Linked DNA regions of Mus musculus: all the other regions are linked to region 3. The links are chromatin contacts, called in public HiChIP or PLAC-seq maps. All regions are on one chromosome and are shown on one strand. The core of a region is the stretch at or near the end of the contact, and the rest is flanking DNA. Distances in the headings are between cores, read along the strand shown.

What was found. HiChIP or PLAC-seq counts read pairs in DNA pulled down with a chosen protein or histone mark.
Region 1: a contact with region 3 is called in an H3K4me3 HiChIP or PLAC-seq map of pro-B cells, with 2.4 times the contacts expected there. The contact joins the enhancer-like site here to the promoter of Ifrd1 in region 3. A contact is called at or near these places in 4 of 39 promoter capture datasets (the HPC-7 cell line, HPC-7-derived erythroid cells, liver and 1 more), 1 of 484 Hi-C or Micro-C datasets (the HPC-7 cell line) and 1 of 115 datasets of contacts at active chromatin or transcription factors (pro-B cells).
Region 2: a contact with region 3 is called in an H3K4me3 HiChIP or PLAC-seq map of forebrain, with 4 times the contacts expected there. The contact joins the enhancer-like site here to the promoter of Ifrd1 in region 3. A contact is called at or near these places in 7 of 39 promoter capture datasets (cranial neural crest, embryonic stem cells, frontonasal cranial neural crest and 3 more), 1 of 15 datasets of contacts at CTCF or cohesin (the NIH/3T3 cell line), 2 of 484 Hi-C or Micro-C datasets (bone marrow-derived macrophages and nephron progenitors), 23 of 115 datasets of contacts at active chromatin or transcription factors (the 230-238 cell line, the NIH/3T3 cell line, acute myeloid leukemia and 14 more) and 3 of 9 other capture datasets (adipose tissue, bone marrow-derived macrophages and pancreatic islet).

What each region holds. Positions count from the first base shown.
Region 1 is chr12:39,651,852-39,654,799 of GRCm38.p6, reverse strand. No RefSeq gene overlaps it. Among named protein-coding and RNA genes, the nearest start is that of Gm24434, 32 kb to the right of the region's middle. Within about 2 kb of position 1,344, at least 1 of the 459 cell types and tissues checked has an H3K27ac peak or open chromatin away from gene starts, as enhancers often do. A contact at or near this core is called in pro-B cells, where this site is marked.
Region 2 is chr12:40,795,775-40,798,720 of GRCm38.p6, reverse strand. All of the region lies in intron 35 of Dock4 (dedicator of cytokinesis 4), which reads right to left. Among named protein-coding and RNA genes, the nearest start is that of Immp2l, 230 kb to the left of the region's middle. Within about 2 kb of position 1,455, at least 27 of the 459 cell types and tissues checked have an H3K27ac peak or open chromatin away from gene starts, as enhancers often do. A contact at or near this core is called in forebrain, where this site is marked.
Region 3 is chr12:40,221,667-40,224,787 of GRCm38.p6, reverse strand. It overlaps Ifrd1 (interferon-related developmental regulator 1), which reads left to right and starts at 1,599. Exons shown (of 12, transcript NM_013562.2): 1 at 1,599-1,919. The coding sequence starts at 1,832. Mir1938 (microRNA 1938) reads left to right here and starts at 1,977; the gene lies at 1,977-2,076. It overlaps Gm7008 (predicted gene 7008), which reads right to left and starts at 1,424. Exons shown (of 3, transcript NR_045157.1): 1 at 1,235-1,424; 2 at 66-119.

The DNA.
Region 1 (2,948 bases), core at 95-2,594, 570 kb after region 3:
TAAATGAGAAAATTAGAGGTGTGAAAATTAGCCTATATTTCCAAACTTATCTACCTATCATGTGTTTATTCTCTATCACCTACTTAACTATCATCTATGTAGCTATCATTTACCCAGCTTTTTTACGTATGTATGTATGTATGTATGATCTTATCTATTTATCCACTTATCTATCAAATATCTGTTATCTATCTGTCTATCTGTCTGTCTATCTATCTATCTATCTATCTATCTATCTATCTATCTATCATCTATCCTCTCTCTAATCTATCATCTATTTGCATTCAACCTTCTAGACGCATACAGTATATTTATTGTAATTGTCTTAAGCTTATTTGGTAAGTAGTTTAATTTAGTTGTACTTTTTAAAGAAAAGAAAAGCTGTGTTCTAAAACCATCTTTTGAAGAATTTATAATTCCAGTTGGAATATGAGCCTTCAGATTTGAATTTGCTTAAGCTTCCTTTTCTAGTTCCACTTAACTCTATAGTGAAGTTTTATTATAAAATATATAAAAACACTGTGTTGGTTTGAGTAGGTCTGGCCTCCTGAAATTCATGTGTTTGAATGCTTGACCATAGGGAGTGGCAGTATCAGGAGGTGTGACTTTACTGGAGAAGTTATGGCCTTGTTGAAGAAAGTGTGTTGCTGTGAGGGTGGGCTTTAAGGTCTCTTAAGTTCAAGCTCTGCTTAGCGTGGAACACAGTCTCCTTCGCCTGCCTTTGGCACAAGATTTAGAATTCTCAGCTTCTCTAGAACCATGGGTGCCTGCATGCTGTCATGCTTCCTGCCATGACAGACTAAACCTCTGAAACTGTAAGCCAGTCCCAATTCAATGTTTTCTTTGATAAGAGATGCCATGGACATGGTGTCTCCTCACAGCACGAAACCCTAAGACAAACACTTTGATCTTTTAGATTATTTTTATAAGCTTTAGAACAGAGACACACTGAACACATTTTCATTTGTTTCTTACAGAGAAATATATTAAAGTTTTCCATATAGACTATTTACTAATGACATATTTCTCTGTACTTAAAATGTTTGTTGGAATATGATATTTATTGAAGATCTGACATTCCAATACTGTTGCCTCATGCTTGTAAAAAGTCTGGGACTTATTCAATGTGTTCTGTGATTTCTATTATCATTCATCCAGTCAGTACAGATGGGATAATGCATGCCCTAGTGAAGGGTGGCTGAATAATGATGCTTTCTGCAATGAACATTTTAAAAACATGCCTATTTTAGTTCTTGAGGTTATTATTTTTTTCTCCTCTTTCCTTCCTCCAAGGCATGCCTCATTGCTCTCCTTCAAGTTCACGCCTCTTTAGATAACCTATTGGTGTACTCTTTCTGACTCTTTCTCACAGTCACAGCATTTCTTAGCTGCCTGTAGGTCTTTGTGTAGGTTTGAGGTCACTTGGTCTTTCCCTGTCTTTGTTAGCTTGTGTATTGCTGTGATCCTTGTTTAGCTGATGGTTAGGCAGTCATGTTGATGGGAGTTTATAGATGTAGGAACTACCATTCCTAGGAGACACAATCTCATGACAAATTCTCTATTTCTTTGGTTCTTATAATTGTTTCATCCTCTCTTCTGCAATGTTTCCTGAGCCTTAGTTGAAGGAGTGCTTTGTAAATGTATTCTTCGGGACAGAGTTTGACTGGTTTTGGTTTTCTGCATTGGACTCAGAATATTGCAAAGAAAGGTTTCCTTGACCAGGGCTGAGGACTACACTTATCTGCAGGTACAAGGATATATTTTTATAATATAATTAGATGGTATCCTCTTCACTTGTTCTTTCTCCCAATGGCCTTATACATCTCCCTTTTCCCCCCTCCAAAATCCCAAAGCCAATGACCATCGGAAAACAAGAATATTTATAAATATGCTTAAAAATCTGAAGTATTTGTAGCACTTGGAGAACAGATGTGCTAAAGGACACAGGGTTTTTAAGAAGCAAGCTCTAAATCTTTTACAGCACCTGCTCTACACAGTGTTGTCAATGTTTTCCTATGGCCCAAAGGCGGTTTACTGTACTTTAAGCTTCAATGTCTTCATTTGAGAATTGAGACATTAATAACAATAAACTCAATGAAGTGTGGGCAAGAAGTAAAGATGGTAAAAGATAACTTTTTTGGCATCCAAAAATTCCTTAATCATTAAATAAATTAGCTTGAAAACCTTCACTAATTAAGGTACTCTTGACTAGTTCGCCCAGAATGTTTTAGTTATGATCTAAGTCTACTCAGGCTGAAAGTCTAGAGCAGTGTAGATATGAAAAGCATGTTAAAGGATAAGATATTTTATAATCTGAAGTGTTCGTGCCTTTGGCTATGAAAATGACAGTGGGCTGTAACTCAGAGGATTTATCATGGAGGCTTAAGTGAATCTTATAATTAAGCTTTCACTATTCCATTCTGTGTTGTTACTTCAGGAATCGATTAAAGAACCAGATCAAGGGCTGGAGAGATGATTCCATGGTTAACATCACTTCTTGCAGAGGACCCAGGACTCACATGGGCTCCAAATACCTGCTTCTGGAATCTGTAGATACCAGCACTCAGGTGGTGTACAAATGTATGTGCAGGCAAACATTTGTGCACAGAAAATAAAAAATTAAATATTTTAATTTAAAAGACCCAGTTTCAAGAAAATGCTTATAATTTTTTCTAGTAATGGGACCATCAATACTTGTATTGAAACAAAGTATTTTGAGGGAGATGGCTTGGTTGGGATATCATTTATCACATAACCAGGACAATCTAAATTTGAGTCCTTCTGTGTACTTGAAAGCTGGGTATATTTTGTAATCGCAGCACTTGGGCGCTGAAGAGGGAAAGATCCCTGGGAATTGTTGGCCAGCGAGCCAAGTGTACTTGGTGAGCTCAAGGCTTAGTGAGAGACCCTGTTTTAAGTAATAAAGTGGAGACCGATTAAGGAAACTG
Region 2 (2,946 bases), core at 206-2,705, 570 kb before region 3:
TAAGTTTTAATGTTTCTTGTTTATGTTTAAAACACAAACCAGAGAATTTTATGTCTGCTTATTATCATGGAATGGGTTTACTGGAAATATTAAATTAAATAACCTTACTTATTTATTTATTTATTTACAAATCTGAATTTTACTAAAATTCTCTAAAATATTTTACCAAGTTTTATAAAACTCCAGTGTTTACTACCTGGATATACAAGCTGCAGGTACATTATGCAGTCCCTGCTTCAGACACATGAGATGATAACGTATTGTTGTTGGAGCTGATGCTACTTAGGATATGAAGGACACAGGCTAGTGCGGGAGGGGGCAGAGGGGGACGGACAGCTATGCACTTGAAAGAGTGACAAGTTTCTGAAACAGAAAATGCCAGGAATCTTATAGGTGTCCTTAGCTGATGAGTCAGTCAGGAACCTAATGATCAACTCTCAAAGGCGCTGTCTGCCCATTATCTGACTCGTGTGCATTCTTGAACCCAAGGACTCATATACTGTGTGGGCACTGACGCTAACTTGAATGCATTATTATTTCCAATCCATAACATTGGCTCTCTCCTTGCCTTTCATTTCCTGTGGATCCTGGCAGTCTTTAAAAGCCAAGTAAACAATGCTACTCAAACCTCCCTCATTATCATCAAAATCATTTTAATTAGCAAGAATTGTACCATAAACACAATCTAACAGCCCCACAGCAGGTTTTACATTATTAAAGGACGATCTGTTCTAATAGCTTTCTGTTAAGAAGCTGCTGCGTTCTTTCAGAACAAAAATAAGCGATCACTTTGTAAATGAATATTCCTCCTTAAAAAAAAAAAAAAAAAAACAACCAACCAAAGCCCGACATCTCCCCAGCTGGCAGATGACAATCTCTCACATATGTCTGCTAAAAACTGTAACACAGAGAACAAAATAATAATTATAATTCCTCCTGTTAGTCATGTCAAATAGTGTGCACTGTCACCAACTGTGAGTTAAGCTCTGACCGAACACCAGCAGTTAGAGGCCCCCTGGCAGGATCTGCTGCTGACCTCACAGGGAGGTAGTGACGGGAGCCATATTGCCACTAGCAAACATCCAAAACTTTCCATTTAGAGTAGGAGCTAAAGAGATTAGCTTCAATGTGATAAAGCTGGGTTTATCACTGCTGGTTTGCAGTTGGAACAGCTTTTTCAAAATGCTCACCTTCTCTGCTCTTTGTCACACTCCAAAGCTAATGGTGTTAGGCTCAAGTAATTACAACAGGGCCCCTGATTTATGAGGTTTCCTTCTTATTCCCCATAGAAGACAAGAAGGAACACAGTGCAAACTAGTCATTCCTTTACCAAAGGAAAGGGCCTCTTCTGTTGGCCCAGCCGAGGAGATAAGCCGAGGGGGCTGCATTACTATGTTCATCTCCAAAGAGAAGGAACTGGGAGAGGAGATGAGGGTGGCAGGGCTCCTTAGGAAACAGGAAATGTTTCTGCTCTGAGGTTATACGAGCGTTTGTGCCTGGGCTGAGGATTCAAACCGAAGCTCACAGAGCACACGACATATAAGCAAGGACGTGGAAAGGGGTGAGGGTCCTGATTGTGATGGCAGAGAGACGAAAAATACTGAGGAGCTGGAAGGCTGGACAGAGGGAAGGACTGTGCCGAGCCGAGAAGGGACTGTTAGAGGAGAGGTCATGGCTAGCATAGTGGGTGGGCTGATAGCCGCTCACTGTTGGTTTTAAGGAAGAAAATTATATAAGTATGTCGGTGTGAATAAGATGCACCCTCACAGAGCATGCTTAGGGCTCGATATTTTTAGGGGCTGGTGATCGAGGTAGAGATATAACAAGTCATTAAAAAATGAGGAGGAAGAAGTGGGTGTGGTAAGGAAAGATAGGGTCATGAGCTCAGAAGTGAAAAGCAGCACAGCAAAAAATTAGGGCAACAGAAAGGTAGTGGAGTCAAAGTTGAGAGATTTGAGAAGGGACTGAAGGGATTGAGTGAAAGAAAACAGCAGCAGCAGCAGCAGCAGCAGCAAACCCGTTCGGCAGATCAAAAGTTCAAGACGCAGGCAAAGCACAGCTGCAAAAGTTTCAGGACGTAGGGCAAGAATGCCAACGACAGTACAATGTTTATAACAGACAAGGACATTTCATGTGCTCTCAGAAATACAAGAGAAAAACAAAAAACCCAGAACATTCACAGGTTTAGAACTGCAAGAGGTCACTCTTCAGTTCCAAGATGGAGGAAAGTTAGTAAAAGCATTAACTCACTAGATAGCAAAATACAATAACTAATGTCCAATGTAGGACTCATCTTTCATGATGAAATTCCAATCTACTTAATAAAAAGGGAGTGATACTTTTTTAAAAAATAAATTTTGGTTGATCTAGAGTAAATTACGATTTAGACTCCTGTCCATATAGCTATGTCATCTATGCATTGCAATGCAATTCTTTGCAATCGTGTTATTATGAATTCAATGTGCAGGGGACAGTGAGTGAAACTTAAGCATATTAAAGCAGAAAATTTTCACAGGTTAGAAAATAAGAGTTCAGTAATTGTTATGAAAACATACAAAGATTGTGAGGGAGAGGAAGAAGATGGGCAGACAGGAATAGTCAACAGAGAAATGAAGGGACTTCAATGCCGATATTGTGCTTTTCCAAGAAAAGCATCTAGACTGAGTAAGAAACTCAAGAGGGGAAGACAGCAGCACGCAGTCCCTCTGTGAGGTCTGCTCACTGCTACCAGCCCAGCCCAGCCCAGCCCAGCCCAGCCCAGCCCAGCCCAGCCCAGCCCAGCCCAGCCCAGCCCAGCCCAGCCCAGCCCAGCAGGAGTATTCTGCAATGTTCTGAGCTGAAGATTTTCTGGGCTTCATTCAACCTAAGGGTCACTATCTTCCCTTTAAAAAAAACACTTTTCCATTTTTGTAAGAAACATCCTGAAAAAGGGCACATGGAAGATTA
Region 3 (3,121 bases), core at 350-2,849:
CCAGTTTGGTAGCCATGCTCTGTGCAGTTTACTTGTTCTTCAAGAGAACACAGAGTAAAGCAAACCTTGAACGTTGCTCTTCCAATCGAATCTTTGTGAACAGTCCATCTGTGATCGATCTGTAGGAACAGAGAGTGGCAGCAGAGCGTTACCAAGTCAAAGACTTGTGAGGACGAAGCTTCGTGAAGGTGATAGTGTTTGAGCTGGTCTTGATAGACAGAGATAATTCTTAAGATGAAGATGGGGGGTGGGTTAGGGCATTCATGAACAATGAAGTCAAAGTAACAAAAAGAGCCCTGTACTGGAAACGAAGACCAGTTGAGTTCAGGAGAAGAACAAGATATCTAGAAAGCAGTGAGAGAGGCTAGGTTAGGAGGACTGGCAGTCTGTGAGGTTCTGGAACAACTATAAACATAGGTGGATTAGTCAAACAAGACACTTGAGTAAATAATCAGCCTTCCTGGGCATGAAACATTGAAATGGGTGACCTGGTATGAACTGAAGCTATGTATGGCTAGAGATCAAGATACAGCCCTGAGTTTCATTTTAAAATCAATTGCTGGGGGGGGGGCACTATGAACAAACTGAATAAATTACGGTGAATAAATTACAGAATATGGGGGAAGATAATATATTAACTATTAAGAATATGGCAGTAAAGAAAAGGAGAGAAAAATTTAAGTTGGCTTAAGGTACAAGAGGGACATTAAGACGGAGAAAGACTTACTATCATCACTTGAAATAGAATGAAGCCGAGGTGAGAGGTGGAGTGCAGAGTGAGTCACTTGCACGAGTCAGTGAGTTTGTTCTGTCATATGGACAGTATAGGAACCTACTAGCAGCTCCTGAAAACAGGACTGGGTGTTGCGACACGGAAAACAGATCAACGGGAGCACCTTGAGAAAATAAACCCCTTTGCGACTGTTGATATAACTCATGTATGTTTTGCCAGCTGCGAACTTCTCATAAACTCTTATCCCAAACTGACCTCCAAACTGGCAGGTGGAATCAAGGTCACATCTTTGTAAGAAAATCTGAGACTGAATCATCAGTCTCGTTATTTGAGATATTAGTCTAGAATATGAGGTCCACGAACAATACAAGTTGAAGTAGCTGAAAGCATACTTTTTTTGGAGGGTGGGGAGCCCACGTCCCTAAACCCACAGGAGGGTATGGTTGTGCTTGGACAGGGGCCTCATATTAGCAGGGGAAAGGTTGTTACACGTGATCTTACAAGCTGACGTTCATCAAGCTGCATAACTGCCGCATGGCTCATCGCGGTGACTACCCGGGTGAATTCCAGGGCGGACGCCTCGTTGGGACGAGGTCACGACGCAATCGGACTGGGAGGAGCCCGGAGAAGGCCGCGCCCTCTCGCTAACTACATCTCCCAAAGCTCCACGCGGCCCTAAGGCATAGCAGCCCAGGCACCGAGGGCAGACTGAGGCTCTGGGAATGGGAGTCCGAATGCAGGCACCGCCCCAGTGGACGCCGCGGTGGGGAGATCTGCAGCGATTGGCCAGCGAGCGATGGAGGCCCGCCCACGCATGGTGACGACAAGCCGCCGTCTGGCTACTTAAGGCGTCGTGGTCTGGCCACCCCGCCTTCGCTCCCGCGCTAGAGAGAAACATGTATCGTTTCCGCTCGCAGCTCTTCACGGGGATTTCTGCTGCTGCTGCTGCCGCTTCTCACCCGCGCCGCTCCTCGCCTCTCTTGTTAGCCCGAGACTCGCCTCTCAGCCGCCCGCCGCACAGACGCACGAGTAGACAGTGCAGCTCCATCGGCTGATCCTCGCTGAGCTCCAAGTGTAGGCGGCACCGGGCGGCCCACGATGCCGAAGAACAAGAAGCGGAACGCTCCCCACCGCGGTGGCGGGGGTGGCGGCGGCTCCGGGGCAGCGACGTCGGCGGCCACGGCAGGTGAGGGGTGTCCCCACGCCCGGGAGCCGGCTGGCCGGCCGAACGGGAGACCCCGGCCTGGGGCGCGGTGGGACTTGTAGTTCGGTCTTCGCTTCGGACGCCCAAGTCTGCATAGCGCGTGGTACGGCTGAACTGCAGTTCCCATCATGCCCTGGGACTCGCGCTTCTTGAGCTGGCACGCGGGAGCAGTGCTGGAGCTCCGGCCCTGGGGGCGGGGAGAACTGGGACCTTGGGCCGGAGGGAGAGTCAGAATAAGGGTGACCAGGACTTGGCGTTCTTCCTAGACGTCGCTGCCTGCTGTCCGGTTCTTTATCGAGCTAGAGATGGGGCGGAGCGCCGGTGGCTTGCCGCTGTTGCGCTGCCTGTGGCGCTCCCTCCAACATGGAGTTCTCGGGAGTGTCAAACGTCCAGCGGGCTTGGACCGGCTTTTGCGTCACGAGGCCTGAGCTTTGCGTGATGGGGCCAGGGTGACGCAGAGGCACGAGTGGCTTCCATCCCGCTGTTTTCCTGCGCGTCTCGCAGGTCCTCTAAGGCGGGGTAGAGGCGTCGGAAGCCATGGCCACCGCCCCACCCTTAGCGTGGCTTCCACTCCTAACCCGGTACCTGCAGAAACCGGGAGCCCCCGCAGCCCTTGTGCTGCCAGCCTAGCGACCGCGTTCTCCTTTGTGCTGCATTCTATAGGTTCCATGCAGTGATAAGAGGTGGTGAGAAGCCGAGGTTGCAATTGGCTGGAAAGTTAGGGATAAGTTTTTTTTTTTTTTCCTTCCATGCTAAGACAAAGCTTTTTCTGGATGGTTAATTGCTGAACTGAATGTACGATTCTCTTAACATATGGTTGAGAAGAAAAAAAAATGATTGCAGCCGAAGGTCCCTTCTACAAGACTGCACACAAGACATAAGTCGAGTAGTATTGAAATGGGTAGTCATCTCACTAAGTAATTGTTAAGATTATGGAGTTGAATATTGGAATGCCCCCAGTCGTTCCACACCAAGATAATAGCCATTAGGTATTTGTTGACCTAGCTACTACTCTTTGATCATTCGAATGATATTAGAAAAGTAAATGACCAGTTTTCATGTTAAATATTGGAGACTGGCAATGCAAAAGTTTTCCTCCAGGGTCTGGAGAGCTGAAAGCTCTTGATCATGTGTTAGGTGATAACTGGCTGGGTATGGACTATTACAAATAGAAATGTATCTTT